Regions from separate parts of the Hordeum vulgare genome. Here region 2 is linked to region 1. Evidence: chromatin contacts called from public Hi-C data. All regions are on one chromosome and are shown on one strand. The core of a region is the stretch at or near the end of the contact, and the rest is flanking DNA. Distances in the headings are between cores, read along the strand shown.

Region 1 (4,521 bases), core at 1,627-4,126:
AAAACAAGGCCAAGGAGAGGTGCATTGGCTGTGGAAAAGAAGGCAAAGGTCGAGCCCTGAGGGTGCAACTTGAGGAGAGAAAGCAAGCCATGGCCGAAGAGAAAACCATATTTCTTTTCTCTATGTGGATCATGCACTTTTATGATGTTGACACTATGTTTGCGACTATGATTTGAACTTCATATATGGATTTGATGTTGAACTTCATATGTTATTGCGTGTAGTCATTTTGCATAGATGTAGTGCAAAAGTTCGTATGTTCATGCACATTATAGTTAAAATGCATATGCAAATTGTGCTTGAGCTATATGTGCAAAATATGGTTCGGTTGCAGGGCGGTTGTGTGCGGTTGTCCTGTTTTAGATCTGCGGTTGCCTGCTAGAAACGACCACTTCTCGCGCCTAAAAAATAAGTCCTCATTTTGCTCCATTTTGTGGGGAGGGGTTCTTTTTTTTTTACTTCACCTCCATTTTGCGCCTTAAAATAGGACAATTGTTGAAGATGCTCGTAATGGATGTTCCTGAGTCTCTTGATTGTCCTCATGGTTTGAATTGTTACCATGGATTTGTGGTCTCCGTTGTTCACGGAGGAAAACTAATAATGAACTTAATAAAGCTTCAAAATATCTCTTTGATGGTGTTCGTTATCTAAGTTGGTTTTAAATATTTCCTTTGGAAGCTATAAGGCCAACTCTAACACACGATCCCAAACAGATGTGCGTTTTATTTGGATTTTGTTTGTTTGGGTAGGGCAATGGGACGATGTTCGGCCGTTTTTCTAGATGCGCTAACCGTGTGTCTAGCATGCACATGCCTCTTGTCCGTCGTCTAGAATTATTTGTAAATATTTTTTTTCATCATAGTCGTAGTTCATGTGAGAGGTCATAGTTCACGTCGACAACAAAGCCTGCAGCCGGCATACATATGCCAGCCTACATAATGATCAACCCCTCAAATCTCTCACCAGCAACAAAGTCAGCGACCGGCATACGTATGCCAGTCTATAGATCGATCACCCCTCCCGCCAAATCTCTCGTCGGCAGCCACCGGTCGGCACCCTTGACAACCTTCAAAATAAACCCTAAGTTTTGTCATCGATGACGACCTTGTGTTGTGCGGCCTGCATCGCGGGAGCCTCGGTGTCGTAGTCAGCGGCAGCTTTCCTCTCCACCGCAATGGTCCACCGGGCCCTCCACTTGGCCGATTCACAGTCGAGTTGCGCGGGTTCCGCCAACATGAGCTCCGACCGCGGCTTCTTCGGGCCCTTTTTCTTTACCACGGGGCGTGTGGTGGCAGTTGGGTCGCCAGATTTTTTTCAGGGCACCGGACATGGAGGAGGGAGGGGAGAGGGGGCACGAGAGGGTTTTGGAAAAGGAAAAGTATTGCTTTCCACTGACTGATTTCTCACCAAATCAGTCGAGTGTTGCACCCTCCACGCGTCCCGTCGGACCCACCTAGCGCTAGCACAACCTTATCCCCTCAATAGCCGCTCATCTTTTCTTTCGTCTCCTCCATCGCCTACCTCTATCGTTGCTTTCATCCCCATCCCTCTTCCTCTCGGCTCCCTCTCTATGCCGGCAGCCACTGGAGCTCTGTCCATCATACCTCCCGAACATACGCTCCCTCACTCTCGTATCCCCCAATTCCCCCATCGATGATGCAACATCAGGACACCACTGGTCACCAACGATGCAATGGGATGAAGCACGGCTGCTTCCCATTCCCGGCCACCGGCGTTGCAAATCCGATGTTGCGTCATAGCATAAGTCGTCACCATGCTACAAGGCGGGCTCAGGGCTGTGAGCCGAGGACGCGGGCTGCTGCGTCAGTGTGCGGCGCAGCTACAGTTCAACGAGTACGACGACAGTGACGGCGGAGTTGTAGCATGGGTCGTTGGTGGAGGAGTTGCAGTGCAACGACCATTGGTGATGCGCGTCGGTGGTGGGGACGCGACGCAACAGCCATGGTGCGGCATGACGTCGGTGGAGCTACAATGCAATACGTCGATGAGCGACGGAGGTGCAGTGCAACGGGGGCGTGATGATGTGTGCCGGCGGAGGAGATGCAACGCAACACGTCGATGTTGCTATGGAGCGTCTCTGGACTGTCGGTATTCCTATGGAGCCTCATCAGACCGCTCATGTTGTATTGAAACATCGTCGGAGGCCCCTCGTGCTGTGATGAAACATCGTCTGGTTGCCGATGTTGTATTAGAGCATCACTGGGAACTTGGGATGTAGCGCGGTGCTACAAAGAAGCTTCGCCGGGTCGCGAGCAGAGGTGCCACATCGACGGTGTTGTGTTAATTTGCACCATTGACGGTTTTCAGAGAAGCGTAGTGTCTAATAATCCAAATTATGGAAGGAGTGATCAACTGCTCCAATCATTCATGGACAAACAAATTGTATGGCTGTTTAGATGGTTGATTTTTCGCAAAGATCAACCGGTTGAGTCGTAGTAGCCCCTTTTAAAAAAGTGGAGGTGTTGTGTCTCTGATGGATAGGCCAAGGAAGTACAAGGGCGCGTGACCCGTCCATCCGTGTGTTGTACGTTTCGACGCAAACGTGATTCAAATATAGGTCTGAAATACATAACGGCGTACAAAAAATCAAACGTTTGTTCGTTTGCTTCCGCACGTTAGACCGTGTTTTCTATCTGTTTACCTTCAAACGGATGGACCATTTGGTTACTCGTCTAAGTTTTTGTTTTCTCAAACCAGAACGCGCAAACGCGCGTGCTTACTGCTTACCAAGCCAGAAGGACGACGCGTTCAAATTAATAAGATGAAAACGAACCAGGCGGGCGACGCGTTCCCTCCGGGCGAGAGATTAGCGCCCGGCCCCCCGCCTCGCCCTCGCATGCACGTGAACGCACGTAGACGCCTCCACATGGCGGCCACTCCCCGAGATTAGCCCTATAAATGGCGGCCCCCGCCCTCCCGTCCTTTCTCAGGCAAAGCAACAAGGACAACCCACAGAGCATCAGCCAGAGCACTTCTTCCTCCCCTCCGTTCTTCTCCGGCTCCGGTGCTCTCGTACGCGCGTTCGTCCGAGACCACCACCTCGACCAAGAAGAGATGGAGATGAAGAAGATCGCCTGCGCCGTCCTTGTCGCCGCCTCTGCCACCGTGGCCCTCGCCGCCGACGCCCCGGCCCCGGCCCCCGGCGCCGCTGCCGCTGGCTCCGCCGCCGCCGCCGTCCCGGCCGTCGGTGCCGTGCTCGGGGCCACCGTGCTCTCCTTCTTCGCCTACTACCTGCAGTAAGCGCGCCTCGAGTCAATTCGCTGCGAGGAGGAGGAAGGCAAGAAGAAGAAGATCACTAATTCACTATGTATGGCTCCACGCTACGCTGATCCAAGGCATGCGCGTGCGTTTTGAACGATGCATGCGTGCGTTTTTGGTTTATATATCTTGATTTTATTTTGTTTCTCCTCCTTTTGGCCAATCCATTTGCACCGGTCTGATTAATCTGGTGCTTTATTATTATTATTATTCTGTTCTTCCCTTTGAGAGAGGGGTCGATGGACATTGTATTATTGTTTGCCATTTGTTTGGCCTAATTAAATTTAAAGATTGGATTCAATCACACCGTGAATTTGTTCGAGCCTAATAATTTCTACAAGTCTTGATTTCAAGGAAGTTCTTCTTGTCCGAGTGCTTTGCGTGTGTGTATGATAGAGTTGTGAAATCTGTGAAACCATGCATTTTTCATCAGAACGGTTAAATTGTACCTGGCTTTTGTATTATATGTGCAGCTCCGAGGTCTGCCATGTTGGATAATTCAGCATTCCGAGTAACCCTCCGTTTCTTTTTACGCCTCATATTAGGTTCTGTAAGCATTGATCAAAGTTATGTTAAAAATTATCAACATCAACATTGCCAAATAAATATACTACACAAAACATTTCATGATTAACCTAGTGATATTGATTTAGTATTGTGAATGACTGTCTTCTTTTCTATAAACTGGTCATACTAAAAAATGTTTGACTTATAACAAACATAATGTGCAAAGTAAATAGAAAGGGAGGACACCCAGGTCAAAAATCATGCGAGGAACATGCGGGCCACCAAGTTTCTCAACCGAACAAATTACATGTCCTTTAGGTTCGTGGGTTCTTTTACGAATGTTTTTTCATCAGTGATAGTGATATCGCCGTGGACTTCTCAAAGGGATTTAAGGTCTACTACTTTGAAAGCACACAGAAGGGAAAAAATGGAGAAATAAATTATTGAGTAAAATTGGGGTTCACTGAGTAAAAACATCTATTCGATGCTTCACACGAGAGAAACTGCAGATAAATTTCTGGAGGAAAAAGTGTCTCCAAGAGTCACCTCGGGACTCATTCACAAAACTCTGTAATACAGGCTTGAGCATATGTTTCTTCCGTACGAAAATGCTAGAAAGATTAGCTTCGGATTGGCTGGTATATTTAGAGCAATTCTTTTCCCCTTTTTCGAATGGGCCATTGGCATGAGATTTTTTGCTTAAAATCCTCTGGAATGTGGAGGAAAGACAAGTTT
Region 2 (4,807 bases), core at 539-3,038, 170 kb before region 1:
TGTTAGTGGTAACAACCGAACTAACGGTCATATCGCTGCATCTAGCAGACTGGTCAGTTTCCTTGATGGGATTGTAGAGGTCACCGAGCCAAAAACATGTGAAATAAGATTGATAAAATTCAGACCAGCGACCAAAATATCTTTAGTTCCTGGCTTTAGGACTTTATAATCACCACATAATTTTGTGAGCCCTTCAACCTAGCTACATGAACACGAATGTAAATAAAGTTACCTCAATACTTTGATGCTAGATTGAAGAAAGCTTACAAAAGCTCTCAGCAGAAAAAATGTGATACTAAAGAATATGTCATTGGCAATGGATCAATGTATTTGTATACACTTATCAATGGCTGGTGCAACTCTTCACACCTAAGGAACATGTGGTGCTCCGTGTTGCAGGAATGGAAATTGGTGCAGAATGCATGAAACACAAAATCATACAGGAAGATGGGTATGAAGACCACCTAGTTGACCATTGTGTTGTTGAAGACCTGGAGGTGCCTCTTGAGAATGACCTGCTCATCTCTCCTGTCGTATGAAGAGGAGGAGGTCAGGGAGGCGTGGTACAACAAGCACGGAAGCCATCGATGATGAGAGGAGCCTCGGTGTGGTGAACGGGTTAGTGTCGTCGACGAGGACGGCAGCGTCCAGGAAGTCGCGACCATGGTTCATCTGCAAACAAAAGGCGCTCTGAATCATCTCCACAACTCGAGTGATTTCAAGAAAGGGAGGCGACCAAAATCCAGTTTCAATCTCCGGCTAACACGAGGCAGGAATCCGGCCTCAGCCAAGCAACACAAACAGCAGGCCAAGATTTGGAAAAGCAAGAAAATACCAATCTTGCGCCCGAGTGTAGCACGGGGGGATTTGAAAAAAAGAGAGGGGGAAATAGATGGATTTGTGTAGCAGGAGGCGACTCGGTCGAGGGGCTCGAGCCCCGGATAGAACAGGAGTGGTGCAGCGGCGGCCGTACCTTGCCCCCGTGTCCTGCGCCTCGCCGTTGTACCAGGCCGAGGGCAGAGGCGGTCGGTGTCCCGCGCCTCGTCGTTGTCCTGCTTTTGTTTGGTGCCCTTGTCCTGGATCTCGGGCGACCGATGCCACGGCGCTGCGCTGACCGCCGGATGCGGGTGGGTGGCAACCGGTGCGGCGGCGCTGAGCGGCGGATGCAGCAACGCTGAGAGGCGGTTGCGGGGCCGAGCGGGTGGCGACCTGCGGGGGTGAGCGAGTGGGGAGGCGGGGCCGAGAATCCCGTGATGGTGGTGGCTGGATGGTCCCGTGATTACAAGGAACGTTGCTCGGCATTTTCTCCTCTCTTTTTTTTCTTGCGTGATTGGAAGTTTCGTTGGTGGGGTATGTTCAGTCAATTGTAATTGCTAAGTACACCCAGCAGACGGTGGATTAGCGAGGACTGTTAGATTAAGATCTGTGGGATTAATCGTGAGGTGTTGATTGGTTTTTTTGTGTGGAGGTAATAGTTGCGTGTATCTAGAAAAGTTTTCATTTGATCTTTTATTAGTTGTATAGATAATATAATCACGCTTCCTTATCGCAGGCGGCCCACGACGTCACGTTCGCCGCTGCCTCCAGGAAAAAAAGCGGTTGCCCACGCAATCCGGCGGGAGCGTAGCGCCACGCCCTCCTCGCTTCCCCGCGTCCTTGCTCTGACCGTCCTGCCCCCAACCGTCGCCCCCCTTCCCCGCCACGCTCCAGGGGCAGAACCGTCACCGCGCGCCCCGCCCGTCCCTCTCCCCCTCCCGTTTATAGGAAAAGAAAAAAAAACACCCCCCCGCTGGGCCGCAGCGGCACCACCACCCAAAGCAAAGCGGAGCTGGGGAAGCGCGAAGGGGACGCAAGGGAGGGAAGCGAAGCGCGGCGCGGCAGCGGACAAACCCTAGGCGTACGTACGGCGGGCGCCACACCCCTCCGGCGGGCAGGCTCCGCACACCTCGGTCGCGGGGCTCCGGTTCGGTTCCGTCGGGTCTCTGACCCGGCCAGGCGGCCATGTCAAACAGGTAACTGTGATTTCCCCGCTTCCCTTGCTCCGTTGCTCGCTCCGGAGCCTCGGGCCGATTCGAGCTGGTTTAGGCGGCGTCGTTGAGTTTGGAGGTCGAATCGGTGTTCATGACGAGCGTGGCGATTTTGGGTTGGATTTAGCTTGCACTGTGCTACCTTCGTGGTGCGGCCAGGAGGAGGCCATGATTTGAGTGAGGTTGCTGCTTTTTTTTGTGTGTGTGCGTGCGCGTGTGATTTGAGGTAATCGAGCTGGCGCTGGCGTGACAGAGCATGCAATTTCAGATTTCGGTAAGTCTCTGGCCACCGATGCAGCCGATTTTGCTCCGAGGGGTCATCGCTAATCTCGTATGCTTGTGGTCGTGGTGGTGGTATACTGTGAATCACCATGTGTTGGTTGGTTTTTCTATTTGCCGGTCAGGTGCTGGTACAAATGCAATGGTACCACGCCTACAATTTAACACCTGGTTGCAATTTAGTTGGCGAAAACGAAGGGGATGGTGACTTCTGTAGAAATAGGACAGTGGTCACGGTACGTACAGTCTCCTACTTGTGCCTCGGCACTGACAGAAGGGAATGATGGTGTTGGCAATCAATGCCTGAATTCCTTTTAAATACTCCCTCCGTCCGGAATTACTTGTCCTTAAAATGAAAAGGAATGGATGTATCTAAATGTAAAATACGTCTAGATACATTTATTTCTATGACAAGTAATTTCGGACGGAGGGAGTAGGTGAGAGCAAAATTATGAGGTAACAATGATGTACGTAGTAGCGAAAAGGATAGACGCACAAATAGCAAGTCCTGAATACATGAGACCATGAGGTACTATGCTTGTCTGAATGGTGATCTGCGAGCAACTGATCACCATGATTCCTGGTATAGTGATATGCTCTTATCTGATCTATTGAGGAGGATTGCGTGTCAGCACTGTGTGGCTTACGAAGTCTAGTTTTCAACTAGCATTTTCCCAGCTCCCTTTCTCAGTTGTTGAATTTTTTTCTACTTTGATGAGAATCTTTTAATATCGGTGGAATCACTTACAGGTTTGTTTGTTGCTTTGTATATCCATCAGGTCCATTTGTAAGTTCTTTGTGAATGGTGCTTGCTTTAAAGGAGACTACTGCCAATTCTCCCATGACTGGAATGATCAACCAAATGATGTAACATATTAACTTACATATTAGTAATCTTCTGGTTAATTTACCTTCATAGCCTTAGCCTGACTTACAATAACAGTCTAATGCTCATCACTGTGATGCTTATTCACGCAGGTTTGCACATTTTACCAGAACGGTGTGTGCTCTTATGGTAGCCGTTGCAGATATGAACATGTTGATGTTTCTTCTGAATACACCCCAGCATCAACTACTGCAGCACTTGCACCATCCAACTCTTATCGGTCTTGGTGTCCTTTTTACGAGGGGGAAATAGATGTGAGCAACCAGACACACAAAAGTTTATCGGCATGCTCCGTGCGTCAATCTACTTGGAGATTTGATGATGAAGATAGCATTCCAGAGGATGGGAACAGCTTGTTATCAGCACTAAATGCACAAAACCAAGCGCGCCACCCACTTGCTCATCTGCCCATATGCTCGTTTGCTGCAGCTGGAACTTGTCCTTATGGGGAAGAGTGCCCTCAGACGCATGGGGATCTATGCACAACCTGTGGAAAACAGTGCTTGCATCCGTACCGTCCCAGCGAAGGTGGGGCTCATATCAAGCTCTGCAAGAGAAACAACAAACGTCTTGAGGCCTTGAAAAAAAGTGAAGAGATAGAATGTAGTGTGTGTTTGGACCGTGTGCTTTCAAAGCCCACAGCAGCAGAAAAGAGGTTTGGGCTTCTACCTGAATGTGACCATGCCTTCTGTATCACATGCATTAGGAAGTGGCGCAGCAGCTCTCTTACATCTTCTATGGATATGGACTCTACAGTCAAGGCTTGTCCAATATGCCGCAAAGTCTCGTACTATGTCATTCCTAGTGCTACATGGTACTCCTCGAAGGAAGAAAAACAGGATATAATTGACGGTTACAAGGCCAAGCTCAAGTAAGATACCTTATTCTTCATTTTGTCTTACGAAGAGGCCCGTCCTACCTTATTCTTCATTTTGTCTTATGAAGAGGCCTGTCCTTATGCTGTCAGTATGGATTTTTACTTTTTGAGACGGAAATATGAAAATTCTTAGGTTAGTAAAAACAGATCTAATAGTTGCATGCATCTCATTATATGACCGTTAAGTTAATAGTACCCCAGAGAAATTTTCATTTGTATGTTCTTCAGAGTAGAGGTCGATTCATGTTACATTTGTCTAAGCCACACATATGTTGTTGCAGGTCGATTGATTGTAGGTACTTTGACTTTGGAAGGGACACCTGCCCATTTGGCGGTCGATGTTTCTACAAGGTATACATATGCTGATCTTGTTTTAGATTTAAATGTATCATCACATATAGATCTTATATAATGTGTGTGAATTGTCAACTAAAACTGGACCAGTGTCCCAGAGTGATATTTTGCCTGTTGTTACCTTCTCATGCTTAATGTGCAGCAGCAGTTCTGAATGTAGCCTAATTATAAAAATACTAAAGGCAGTAACTTCATAACTGCTGATGATAAGTTGTCCAAATATTTGTCATAGTTTGAACTAGCACCTCTACGTAGGACCGACACTATTAAGTTTTCTGCAATCAGTGCTAGCTGAGGTGATGTGGAACGTCGAGAAGAGAAGCTGAATAGTATGAACAGAGCTATGCTTCCTAAACTAGGGACTGTCAGATGGCCTTGGAATAT

What was found. A called contact is a pair of places that touch in the nucleus more often than the background predicts.
Region 2: a contact with region 1 is called in a Hi-C map of leaf, with 6 times the contacts expected there. The contact joins the promoter of LOC123401652 here to the promoter of LOC123402444 in region 1. A contact is called at or near these places in 4 of 6 Hi-C or Micro-C datasets (leaf and seedling) and 1 of 1 datasets of contacts at active chromatin or transcription factors (embryo).

What each region holds. Positions count from the first base shown.
Region 1 is chr6H:477,725,769-477,730,289 of MorexV3_pseudomolecules_assembly, reverse strand. It overlaps LOC123402444 (arabinogalactan protein 23-like), which reads left to right and starts at 2,876. Exons shown (of 1, transcript XM_045096368.1): 1 at 2,876-3,583. The coding sequence starts at 2,920. The coding sequence ends at 3,261.
Region 2 is chr6H:477,897,116-477,901,922 of MorexV3_pseudomolecules_assembly, reverse strand. It overlaps LOC123401652 (E3 ubiquitin-protein ligase makorin-like), which reads left to right and starts at 1,788. Exons shown (of 6, transcript XM_045095494.1): 1 at 1,788-2,012; 2 at 3,086-3,173; 3 at 3,285-4,063; 4 at 4,351-4,420. The coding sequence starts at 2,002.